Linked DNA regions of Mus musculus: region 2 is linked to region 1. A link is a contact called in public Hi-C data. All regions are on one chromosome and are shown on one strand. The core of a region is the stretch at or near the end of the contact, and the rest is flanking DNA. Distances in the headings are between cores, read along the strand shown.

Region 1 (5,509 bases), core at 401-2,900:
GCAAAAAGCAGAGTTTCCTCTCTCATGTCCTTTTCTCTGAGCTGCCACCAGAAGGTGGTACCTGTATTTGGAGTGGCGGGGGTGTCTTCCCACCTCAAATAATAGAATCAAAAGAATCCCTTACATGAGTGTCCAGCTGCCTGTGTTTTGGACATTTCCAACGAAGACTAACTATTGTACAGGTTCTCATGGATTCCAGGCTGGCCTTGAACTTGCTACACAGCCAAGGATGCCCTTGAATTTCTCATGCCTGCCTCTACCTCCTAAGTGTTAGGGCTTTGGGTGTGTGCCTAGTTTTTGTGATATTGGGGACTAGATTTAGGGCTTCATTCATGCTAGGCACTCTGACAAGAGAGCTAGATCTGCCCTTGTCCTTAGTGGAAGGCAAGACTGACACCTGATTGTCCACTGACCTCCACATTTGTGCCATAGTATGTGTGTGCGCACACACACACACACACACACACACACACTCACACACACACACACACACAGAGAGAGAGAGAGAGAGAGAGAGAGAGAGAGAGAGAGAGAGAGAGAGAAAGAGAGAGAGACAGAGAGACAGAGAGACAGAGAGAGACAGAGAGACAAATAGAGATAGAGACAGAGAGAGACAGCGAGAGAAAGACAGTAGGTCTTGACAGTTATACTTACCCCTCTTAATATTCATCTACATGAGTCTTTCCAGGGTCTGACCTTCTCGTCGCCTCCACTGCTAGCCCAGAGTGAAGTCCCAAACTTAGACTGCCCCACGACAGACATTGCCCATGATACCTTCTGTGTTCTCTTTTGCTCCTCTCCTCTTGCTGGTTCAAGAATGGCAACCTGTCAGTTCTCTGTTTGTGACTCTGAGTGCCTTCCTGGTTCTCTGAGGAGGCCAGAAAATGGAGCCCTCACCAGCCCCAAACACCTCTCCATGCCCCATCTTTGCACCTCTTCCCTACCTTACTGAACTGTGTGCTTCACTTTGAGTTCCTCATCTGCCCTCTCACTCCACACACCCCCAGCTTCAAGTCTCTGCACTTCCCCCAAAGACTCCATACCCTTGGGTTATTCCTGCTCCTCTCATCTGCAGCAATAGGCAGGCTTACTTAGGATTTATCAGGCCTGGGATCATCATGGAGACTGGCAGGGAAAAGTGGTGGTGCAGCCTGAGCGTGCTCACAGACATCTCTGCTGCTGTTGCTGCTTTGGTGAGCCAGGCCAATGGAGTTAAACACCACACTGGCTGTGGATTAGCATTAGCTTGCCAGAGGCAGGTGCACCAATATTTAACCAGATGTTGGGAAGCTGATGTCAGCTCAGCCCAGAGGCCAACCAGGCAGCTAGGTTTTCTGTGGTCCTCCACTCCCTGGGCTCTGTGCTAAGGCAAGGTTGAGCTATTAGGAGACAGAGGGTATGTGCCAGAAGAGCCTCGTTCTTTCTCTGGCTCTGTGGCCTTAGCTGAGCCCTTTCCATCCCTGATTTATGTCTTTGAGACACAAGAAGGTGGTCTGGGTAATCCTTTAGATCTCTCTAGAGGAAACTGTCCAAAGCAAAGGATCCTTAGACTCTAGAAACCCCCCTAGCTGGAATGCCCTGGCATGGAACTTCCCACCTCACAGGTGGGGTGGGTAAATCTTTAACTTGCTAGCTCTGGGCAGGCTGCAGTATTTCTGGATGACTGGCTGTGGGAGACTGGGGAGGGAGATGGATATAAGGTGTGTCTGAACAGTCATGCTGTGGTGAGGGTAAGGCATATTAGAAAGGGAAAGAAATCCTGTCCACTACAAGACATGGAGGAACGTGGGTCTCCCGATGGGTAAGTACAACTTGTTTGATGTTGCGGATACCCTGAAGCTCTCCCAGAGGACAGCGACTAAAGGCAGGGGTGGTAATTCTCATGTGGCCACAGAGACCCAGCACGGAACCTGGAGCAAGGGCCAGAAGGATCAGAAACTCCCATTCAAGTGGTGCTCAGGTAAGTATGGGTCCACTAGGAGGCACCTGGGCCAGGAAGGGACCGAAAGCACTATCCGTATAGACCATCTTGTCTGTTTTTGGGTGCCAGGGTGCGTCCCATGAGCACAGTGGAGCTGCGTCGAGGGGAGCAGAGTGCATTGCACTGTTCGGGGACCAGGACTCTGCAGGTAAGAAGCCTTTCCAACCCCGCAAAAGAATCTGAGGAGGAGACCCATGCGTCCAACTGGAGCAACCTTGCTTTAGGACCCCTCTCTGCTTCCGTCTCCCCAGGATTCCCACAGCAGAATGTCCCACCCCTCCTAGTGACTCTGCTCAATCCAGAGTGCCTGCCTTTCCCAATGCACCATCCCTACATGGTGCCTCGCCCCTACTCCATCCTCTCTCAAGGTGAGCCCCGATGTGGCGTTCCGCTTTGGCGCCGTACTGGACGGGGCGCGCACGCAGGAGGACGTGTTCAGAGCTTGCGGTGTGAAGCGCCTGGGTGAGCTGGCGCTGCGCGGGTGAGTGATGCTTGGGCTGCGCAGGGCTTGGGTTCTCACACCGCCTGGAGCCCGCTTCTCAGGCTCAGCCACGTCCTTGCTGCCTACAGTTTCTCCTGCACGGTCTTCACGTTTGGCCAGACTGGTTCTGGGAAGACCTACACTCTGACTGGACCTCCTCCGCAGGTGGGCAGCCTGGTGAAGCCGGGTTGTGGATGGGACTCCGGGCTGGAAGGGGCGTGGATAATGCTGTCCCACCCCATTGTTTCACAGACCTGGTATCTGAGGAACAAAGACAAGGACTTGCAGAGTTTGGAGCCTTTGTGTTCTAATTTGGGCAGCTTCTCTTACTTGCTTTTAGTTAGTTCGTCTGTAGGGTGGCGTGGATGGACTACGAACTGTGAGATTTCAATGAGATTTCAATGGGGCCTGTGGCATGGCTTCTGGAGCATTTAGTGCTCCGCAAAGAAGCTGCCGCTGAAGCTCCTGCTGCAGCCGCAACTGTCTTTGCCCCCAGGGGGAAGGGGTGCCCGTCCCCCCAAGCCTGGCTGGCATCATGCAGAGGACCTTCACCTGGCTATTAGATCGCGTGCAGCACCTGGATTCCCCGGTCACCCTCCGAGCTTCCTACCTGGAGATCTACAATGAGCAGGTAAGAGAATGGCAGACCACCTGGTCTTATGTTCCAAGGACCAAGGATGCTAAGAAGCAGAAGGGAAAGCCGGACCATTGTCAAAAGGGTATGGGCCTGTTTCTTCTCCTTTCCCTTCCAGGTTTGGGACTTGCTGAGTCTGGGGTCTCCACGGCCTCTGCCTGTTAGATGGACCAAGGCACGAGGCTTCTATGTGGAACAGCTTCGGGTGGTGGAGTTTGGCAGTCTGGAGGCTTTGATGGAGCTCCTGCAGATGGGTAGGCTGCCTCATGGGAACTTTGGAGGCAAGGATTCCTCAACTCCCTCTGAGGCACCCCGGACCTAAGCTGCTGGAAATTAATTGGCACTTAAAAGAGGATTCTTGAGGTGGAGAAGGGCCAGCAAAGCAGTGATTCAAAGCCTTGGCAAGGTTGGCCACACAATGATTACCTTGGCCTGTTTGTGCCTCTCACCCACTCCTCTTGGCTTTAACCTTCCACCTTGGCAGAGCCTAAGAGAAATGGTCATACCCCGTAGCCTAGCTCGTCTAAGAAGTCATCGTCCCAGCCTTAGTTACTCATTTGAGCATTTACTTAGAGCCCTCCTCAGGCAGGCACTGGGAACACTGGGACTATAGATCTGGCTCCCAACATTACACATCTCTGTTGATCTCTGTTTTCATTCCTCTGTCTTTCCACAGTAGGAGAGGTGCTTATCTGATGTTCATTTGCTCCCTTCTCCCATACTCCTTGCGCCTGGCTACACCAAAGTTGGTACCCTTTACTCCCCCAGCCAGCCACCCCTTCCTGCTTCTGTCCTGATACCTATCTGACATTCTTGCTCCTTGGGGAATGCCCTTTCACTGGCATGGCCCATTCTTTCTAGATGGTATAGACCCTGACGTTTTCTTCCACAGGTCTCAGCCGTCGTCGGAGCTCCTCACATACCTTGAACCAGGCCTCCAGCAGAAGCCATGCCCTGCTTACACTCCACATCAGCCGCCCAACTGTGAGTGTCCAGCCTGTGGAAGGGCTGGCTCAGGGATACCCATTGAGACTCTCTGCCTTTGCATGGATAAAACAACTTGGCTCTGTTGGGTGTATGGGGAGGAAACCTTTGACCTTGAGACACTGGGACTTTAATACAGACAGCCCTCCCCAAGTTCCCATCAAACCCTGGTTCACCAGTCTCAGCAGGTACCTCCTGTGGACCTTGGGGAGCCCCCTGTTGGAGGGAAGCTGTGCTTTGTGGATCTTGCAGGCAGTGAGAAAGTGGCAGCCACAGGATCCCAAGGGCAGCTGATGCTTGAGGCCAATAGCATCAACCGCAGCCTATTGGCATTGGGTAAGACCTGGGGGCTTACTGCTCTGACTTTTTGGGTCCCTTCTCTGATCTGAATCCATTGCTACACTAGGGAGACCACAGGGCTTGGGTTGCAGATGAGGGCTAGAGTTCTGGCATCAAGTCTGAGGCTGACTTTCCTCCTCTGGTAGATGGTTACCAGGCTGTTCATCCTAAAGTCAGCATCATCACATATGTCCCTTGTACTTTCAGAAAACGGGCACAGTACAGGGAAAAGAATGGGTCTATGTATCCAACTGCATGGTTGGCCCTAAGTTCCTAGGGAACTAGCTTCACTACTTGCCTATGGCGTGACAGCTGCTGGTGACATCCCTTTTCAGTCAGATTGGAGATCTCTCAAATCTCTATCGAATATTGGGAGTTGAGTGGACAGCACATCTGTGCCTTCAGAGATGCCGGTCTGCTGCTAGACACCAATGTGAAAGCGATGGGATGGGGCTAGGGTTTCCTAGCCTGGAAGGGCTTCCTGCTCTTGCAGCAGCCCAGCTAGGCAGCTTGGCTCACACAGGGCAGTCTCTTTGGGCTTTTCTCTTTGCACCAGGCCACTGCATCTCCCTGCTGTTGGACCCACAGAGGAAGCAGAACCACATTCCCTTCCGGGACAGCAAGCTCACCAAGTTGCTGGCAGACTCACTTGGGGGCCGTGGGGTCACACTCATGGTATCCGAGGGATGGGGGAGGTGGCAGAGGGTCTGAGCCCTAAGGAAAGGTATTTTCCATATAAGCACTCAGGGGCAGGCCTCTCTAGGTTGCCTGCGTGTCCCCTTCAGCGCAGTGCCTTCCTGAGACTCTCAGCACTCTGCGATATGCAAGCCGAGCTCAGCGGATCACCACCCGGCCACAGGGTCCCAAGGTGAGGAGGTAACACACCCCCAGGGCCAGTTACCATCCTGGTTGGAATCTAGGATTGGATCAGCATTGGGATTTGGGTTGGAATTCTGGGGATGATGTCATGGTTGATATCAGAGTCATAGCCAAGGGTCTATGTCACAGAGTCTGGGCAGGCTTAGGGCTGGAGACTGCATGGGCTGCCATCAAGATGTACTCAGGATCTCAGCTGGTCAGGTCTAATATG
Region 2 (5,544 bases), core at 1,618-4,117, 140 kb before region 1:
CACGCCTCGGGGGCCTGGCAGTCCTTGAAGGCCCTGGAGGTACAGAAGAAGCTGGTTAAACCTTCTCAGGAGAACATAGAAGGTGACAGAGAAGCTATGGCAACTCACCTGGGTCCCCCTCCGGCCTGATGGCCCAGCCTTGCCTGGCTTTCCCTTTGGGCCCTAAGAAAGCAGATGTAAGAGATATACATTAGCAGGAAGCACTGAGAGTTGGTGTGATCTACCAGAGAGCCACGTGCCTGAAAGCCCACGGCTATGGCCACCCCCAGGTCACCCAGGGCTGTCCCTGCTGCACTGGGTCCTGACTTCCTTCTTTGGCTCCCCTGTTGCTAAGACTTTCCAAAGGCTCCCTGAGCCATTTTAGACTCGATCATGGGTGTCCCTAAGGAGTGTGGGCCCAGGGGGCATAGTGAGGAAGGTTTATATCAGGCCTACAGGAGGGAACACAGGGGCCTGGGGTCCACAGCAAGGAATGACTCCTCCATGACCATTTTGTCTCTCCTTGTCCTTCATCCCTCAGCTGGCTCCTCCCTCTTCTCACTCCTTCACTGTAGCCCAGCAGAGGTGTGGGCTGAGTTCTTGGCTAGGCCAACTTCTACTCAGAGGCTGATCCCCCTCAGCCCCTGTGAATGGCTGCAGAGCCTGGGAGCCTGGGGAGGTGGAACCTTCCAGCCCTTGCCTTTGCTGACTGTGTGAGCCTAGGCTAGCTGAGGCCCCTGCCCCAGGGGCTCAGCCTTCCCCCGCCCCCTGAAGTCCAGCCGTCTCACCTCTTCGCCTTTTGATCCTTTGGGTCCTGGGCGCCCCCGGGGTCCTGGATGCCCCTGCAAACCAAGGTGAGGTGACTCAAGGCAGCTCCAGGCCTCTCTCCTGGGGAGGGTGGCCAGTCTCCGCCTGGAGGGGGACGGGTGAGGAGGGGTTTGGGGGTGCAGGCTCTAGGGAAGCCCCCGAGCTTCCTCATGTCCTCCTACAGGGCAGATCCTTCTAATTTTTAAAGAGCTTGTTTCTGATGCTCCACCCTGCTTATAGCAGAAGACACAGGACTCACAGGCTGTCCCTGCTGGCCCGGTTCTCCACGGAGGCCTTGAACTCCCTCTTGACCCTGAAAGCGAAGGAGAGACAGGTGAGGGCCCCTCAGAAGTGGCCGGGGAATCCGGTGGCCACATCATTGACCCTCTAAGTCCCGCTTGAATAGAGGGGAATGTAGCAGTTGCTTCTGCTAGGAAGACATAAATGGGGAAACTGAGCCAGCCCCGTCCCTTCACCCCCAAGAAGAAGTCATTACACAGGACCATGCTGGAAGGAAAGTCAGCCAATCTGTTAGTTGTGTGGATTGTTTCTGTCCCCAAAACCTTCAGGAGAGGACCCTCAGGAGAGTCTGGGTCTTTCCTTCATGGTATTAACCTGGTTTCATAGTGGGCTGCTTTCTGCTCCTTATGACTAGTGAAGAAAGGCAGGCAGAGGCAGGAGTCTGTGTCCAGTCCAGACTGGCTTCCCCTTTCCCACTATCTCTACACTCCCCAAAGGTAGAGCTCTGATACTTACAGGGTATCCAGGGTCGCCTGGCTCCCCACGGTCTCCTCGATCACCCACAGGACCCTGAAGGACAGGGGCAATGGATAACCATGAGCCACCCATTCCATGGGTTCTCAGCAGCCTAGCCCTGACCCGCAGGCCAGGGGGAACAGAACGGGAACTTACCCGATCTCCTGGTGGCCCAGGGGGCCCCTCGGTCTTGCCATCCTCGCCCTGGTCCCCCTGTGGACACCACAGAACCAGCATTAGGCAAAGGCCACTCTGGGAGTTAGTGAACTGCAGGCGGGAAGGTGCCTTCCTCAGGGATGAAGGCCAGCCTCCGTAGGCAGGCAGACTGAGACCAACGGTCAAAACTACCATTGTAGGTAATAGTGGCAACAGTGTCCACATGCCACATGGACACTTAGGGCAGGCTGAAAGAGGAGCAGAGACTACAGTGGAGACCTGCGGCCACGGCAGGCCACCTTAGGCCCTGGCCCAACTGTAGGATGAGTTCTTGGCAGCTTTGCAGATGGCTGAAATGCAGCTGCACAGGGCAACGGGACCTCAAAGTCTCCGGTGGGCACTTGAGTTGACCAGACAGTCTTTTGTTAGGCATGCCAAGATTCATTTTATATATTGTCTTGCAGATTCTACAGCAACCCTGCAATGTTTCCCTCACCCCCACTTTATAGACTAGGGAAAGGAGGCGGAGGAACCTTGTGACCCCCTCGCTCTGGCCACTGGTATAGACAAAGGATCCTAGCCACAAGTACAGACTGGACTCACACTCTGGGTCGAGTTCTGGCTAGAGGAAGAGGGCTCCGCAGCACCCTTTACCTGCTATCTGGGAGCTGGCCCTTACGCACCAAGAGGCTGGGTTCACCCACCTGCTCTGTACAGCAATGACAGGGAAATCCTGGGAAAAGAGCAGGACTTCCACAAATCTCCCTTGCAACCCATTCCTCCCCCCAGCCCTGGCCAGTCTGTGGCCAGCTGTTCATTGTGGGGCACTCATGAGCCACAGAGCAACAATGAGCTATGCATGTGACAGCAGTCTTACTGCATTATGTCACTTAGTGATGTCATGGCCCTCTACTGTATGCCAATCCACATTGTGGGGATTGCCTCTGACCCTAGGTAGTGGCACTTGGGGTGCTGTCTCCACCTGGCCCCAGAGTTTGTGTCATCCCTGGCAGCTTTATGATGGCTAAGGAGAGCAGAGGGTCTGAGTGTGCTCCCTACAGGCTCTCAGGGACCATGCCAGGGCCTGGGACGCTAGACTTGTAGATCTGTACTCATGCAGGCAGGAGGAGGGGCTGGAGGACAGCACGCCAAGTCAGTGTGACTCACCACAGCGGGACTTAGTTAGTGGGAAGCTGAGTCGGCAAAAGAAAGGACGGTTGGGGAGGCCAGGGACAAGGAGGCAGGGATGCAGCCTGCTAGGAAGCCTTCCAGCCACGAGGAGGGAGAGGACCGGAAGGAGGAGGAGGAGGGAGGACAGGGGAACCCAGAGTTCTGGTTCCAGGTCTACTGGGCATTGCTGGAGATGTGACCCAAAAGCCATTCCTTATACCTTCGGGCCCTCATGCGCTCCTTGCTGTGAACAGTGTTCACACCCAGCCCAGCTTTCCCTGCTGCACCTCCCCATAGTTTCTTCCAATTCCAGAGCCCTAATGGAAGGGCACACATCCCTGGGGCCCTCCTCCTGAGCCTTCTCCTTCTTCTGTGTCCCTCCTCCCCACACTGAGTGAGTTCTCCCTGTGTAGTTCCAATGTCCCTTTCACAAGCATAGGGGAGTAACAGGGACTTGGTGGTGGCACAACTGTTCATTTCTGCCAGGTGACCCTAAAGCCATGAGTGCAGGGATACTATGTCCTGCACCATGTGACCCCATCCCCATAGCCCCAGAGCTGACCTTGACTCTAGCTACTGCTTAAAGATGCAATACCTACCTTCTCGCCTTTGGGCCCGGGAGGCCCGAGGGGTCCTGTGATGCCTTTGTGTCCCTGTAGGCAAACAAAATGGAGGGAACTGAAGAGAATTTGAGGATATGAGAGACAGATGACAAAGGACGGGGACTCAGAGACGGGGACATGGGACAGTATAAGAGGATCCCACCCCCGCCCTGCACCTCTCCGGGCCCTGGTTTTCCAGATATGCCTGTTGATCCCAGACACACTTCCAATCCTGTGCCAACTTAGATAATAGAGCCCTACTGTGGTGCCCTGGGGGCAAACTGGGGTCCAAAGGAGGGGAAGCTACCTTGGCAGAGTTATGGGAAAAAGCCATCCTGCTATGGCAGGCAACTCTGAGCCTCTGTAGTCCCTCTAGAGTCCTCCCTGCCTCTCTAGTCCTCCATCCCCTCTCATTTGTTCTTTCTTTTCTCCCTTCTCTCTCTCCTGTCTGTCTCCTGCAGTCCCTGAGTCTGGCAAAGGCCACTGAGGCTGGGTGTGGTCTCCACTCCCAAAAGCACTAAGCTGCCAGACCTGGCCTGCGCATGTGTTCTCTAACGGCTCTGAGCCCTCATTCCTTTCTAACCAAGCCTGTCCTTTCTGAGCCTTCATCTCCTGGATGTGCATGGAGGTTCTGGGAACACGATGCTCTCTCTTTAGGGACCTGCACCCGACCAGCAGGGAGCCTCTAGATCTCCAGTGGGTACTGGAACTCTCTCTGCCCCATCACTCTAATTTTACCCTTGCCTCCACCCAAATCTAAGGGTCCAGGAGTTCCCTGAGGCTATGGGACCCACATCGCCCGTCTCTGGTGAGAAGGACTGAGTTCAGCATGCAGGAAAAGTTCCAGAGGGTGAGGAGGAGATTCCCCTAAATGTGTGTCACTTACATTATAACCGGCCAATCCTGGTTCTCCTTGGGCTCCCATCCGTCCTGGAGCACCCTAGAAAGAAGAAGACCCTTGTTGGTATATAGTACACTTCCCGCAGTGGGAACATGATAGTGACTCCTTCCCCTGGCTCCAGCCACTCAGCTCAGCAGCCTTGCACCTATATGATATCTTGAACCAAGGCGGACAAGGTGAAAAGCAAGAGGCCTCCTCCCAGGCCCCTACCTCCCTAGCCCTCCCTACTCTATGCTCCCATGGTTTATAAAGATGTAGGTGACATTTTTTCAGACCCTTAATAGCTGTCTGAGCTCAGCTGCTATTACTGCTTAAACTTCTGAGACTTCCTGTTAAATAAGTATTATTAAGAAGGGGCCTTTTCCTACTCTGCTTCTTCCAGCAAACTGCTACCCATGTTTGCATTACCTGAGCCTGGATTCCAGGCAAAGTGCCATCTAATGGACACTCCTGTGTATCTCCCCAGCTTTTACCCTGTGATGACACACATCGCAGGAAGCCACCACTGAAAGCTTTCATACCATATGAAAGGGTACTACTGCTCCATTTGCTCAGAGATGCCACGACCCTACCTCTGCTCCGCGATGGTGTCCTCTCTCATCTCAGCTCTCATACACGTGGATCTCTGCCTCAGGATAATCTAGCAGGGCCCTAGGACTCTCTCCCAGCCACTCAGACACCTGCAGCCCCTCACCCTGTTCCAGGGAATCTGGATCCTTCTTCCCTCAGGGATTTGATCACCCAGTGTCCATTCACAGAAAGCACCAGGGACCTACTGCAGCCTGTAGTTTGCAAGATGTGTTTTGCCTGCCATGACTGTGTATTCAAGGCTGTATCCTTGGGGAGTTCAGAAACGAGGTGCCTTGGGACATGAAACCTAGGGATTCTTTAACAGTGGGGTGGGTGGCTCTTATAGGGAAGCTAGTACCCCTCCCTATTCGTGTGCTCTTCCCTCAGCCCGGATCCTTACCGTTGGTCCTAGGGTGCCCCGGGACCCTTTAGGACCTGGGGTCCCAGGGGGCCCAGGTTCTCCGGGGATGCCCATCTCTCCCAGATATCCTTGGTGGCCCTTGGCACCCTGGAGAGAGAGAGAGAGAGAGAGAGAGAGAGAGAGAGAGAGAGAGAGAGAGAGAGAGAGAGAGAGAGAGAGAGAGAGAGAGGATCAGCCTATGG

What was found. Hi-C and Micro-C count contacts between places; a contact is called where the count stands out from the background.
Region 2: a Hi-C map of bone marrow-derived macrophages shows a contact between it and region 1, with 64 read pairs. The contact joins the enhancer-like site here to the promoter of Kif12 in region 1. A contact is called at or near these places in 26 of 39 promoter capture datasets (the 3T3-L1 cell line, 3T3-L1-derived adipocytes, the C10 cell line and 19 more), 6 of 15 datasets of contacts at CTCF or cohesin (embryonic stem cells, hippocampal excitatory neurons, large pre-B cells and 3 more), 199 of 484 Hi-C or Micro-C datasets (the 3T3-L1 cell line, the 63-12 cell line, the AML12 cell line and 116 more), 21 of 115 datasets of contacts at active chromatin or transcription factors (CD4 single positive thymocytes, PVALB interneurons, Th17 cells and 16 more) and 6 of 9 other capture datasets (adipose tissue, bone marrow-derived macrophages, embryonic tail and 3 more).

Annotation. Positions count from the first base shown.
Region 1 is chr4:63,168,272-63,173,780 of GRCm38.p6, reverse strand. Kif12 (kinesin family member 12) reads left to right here and starts at 1,650. Exons shown (of 19, transcript NM_010616.3): 1 at 1,650-1,801; 2 at 1,895-1,960; 3 at 2,051-2,129; 4 at 2,350-2,462; 5 at 2,552-2,627; 6 at 2,959-3,093; 7 at 3,215-3,350; 8 at 3,989-4,080; 9 at 4,260-4,416; 10 at 4,976-5,094; 11 at 5,183-5,287. The coding sequence starts at 1,776.
Region 2 is chr4:63,313,539-63,319,082 of GRCm38.p6, reverse strand. It overlaps Col27a1 (collagen, type XXVII, alpha 1), which reads right to left. Exons shown (of 61, transcript NM_025685.3): 39 at 5,342-5,449; 40 at 4,357-4,410; 41 at 3,468-3,521; 42 at 1,699-1,755; 43 at 1,543-1,596; 44 at 1,046-1,099; 45 at 768-821; 46 at 109-162; 47 at 1-33. Among named protein-coding and RNA genes, the nearest start is that of Orm1, 28 kb to the left of the region's middle. Within about 2 kb of position 2,867, at least 81 of the 459 cell types and tissues checked have an H3K27ac peak or open chromatin away from gene starts, as enhancers often do. A contact at or near this core is called in the C2C12 cell line, the C3H10T1/2 cell line, beige adipocytes and 15 more, where this site is marked.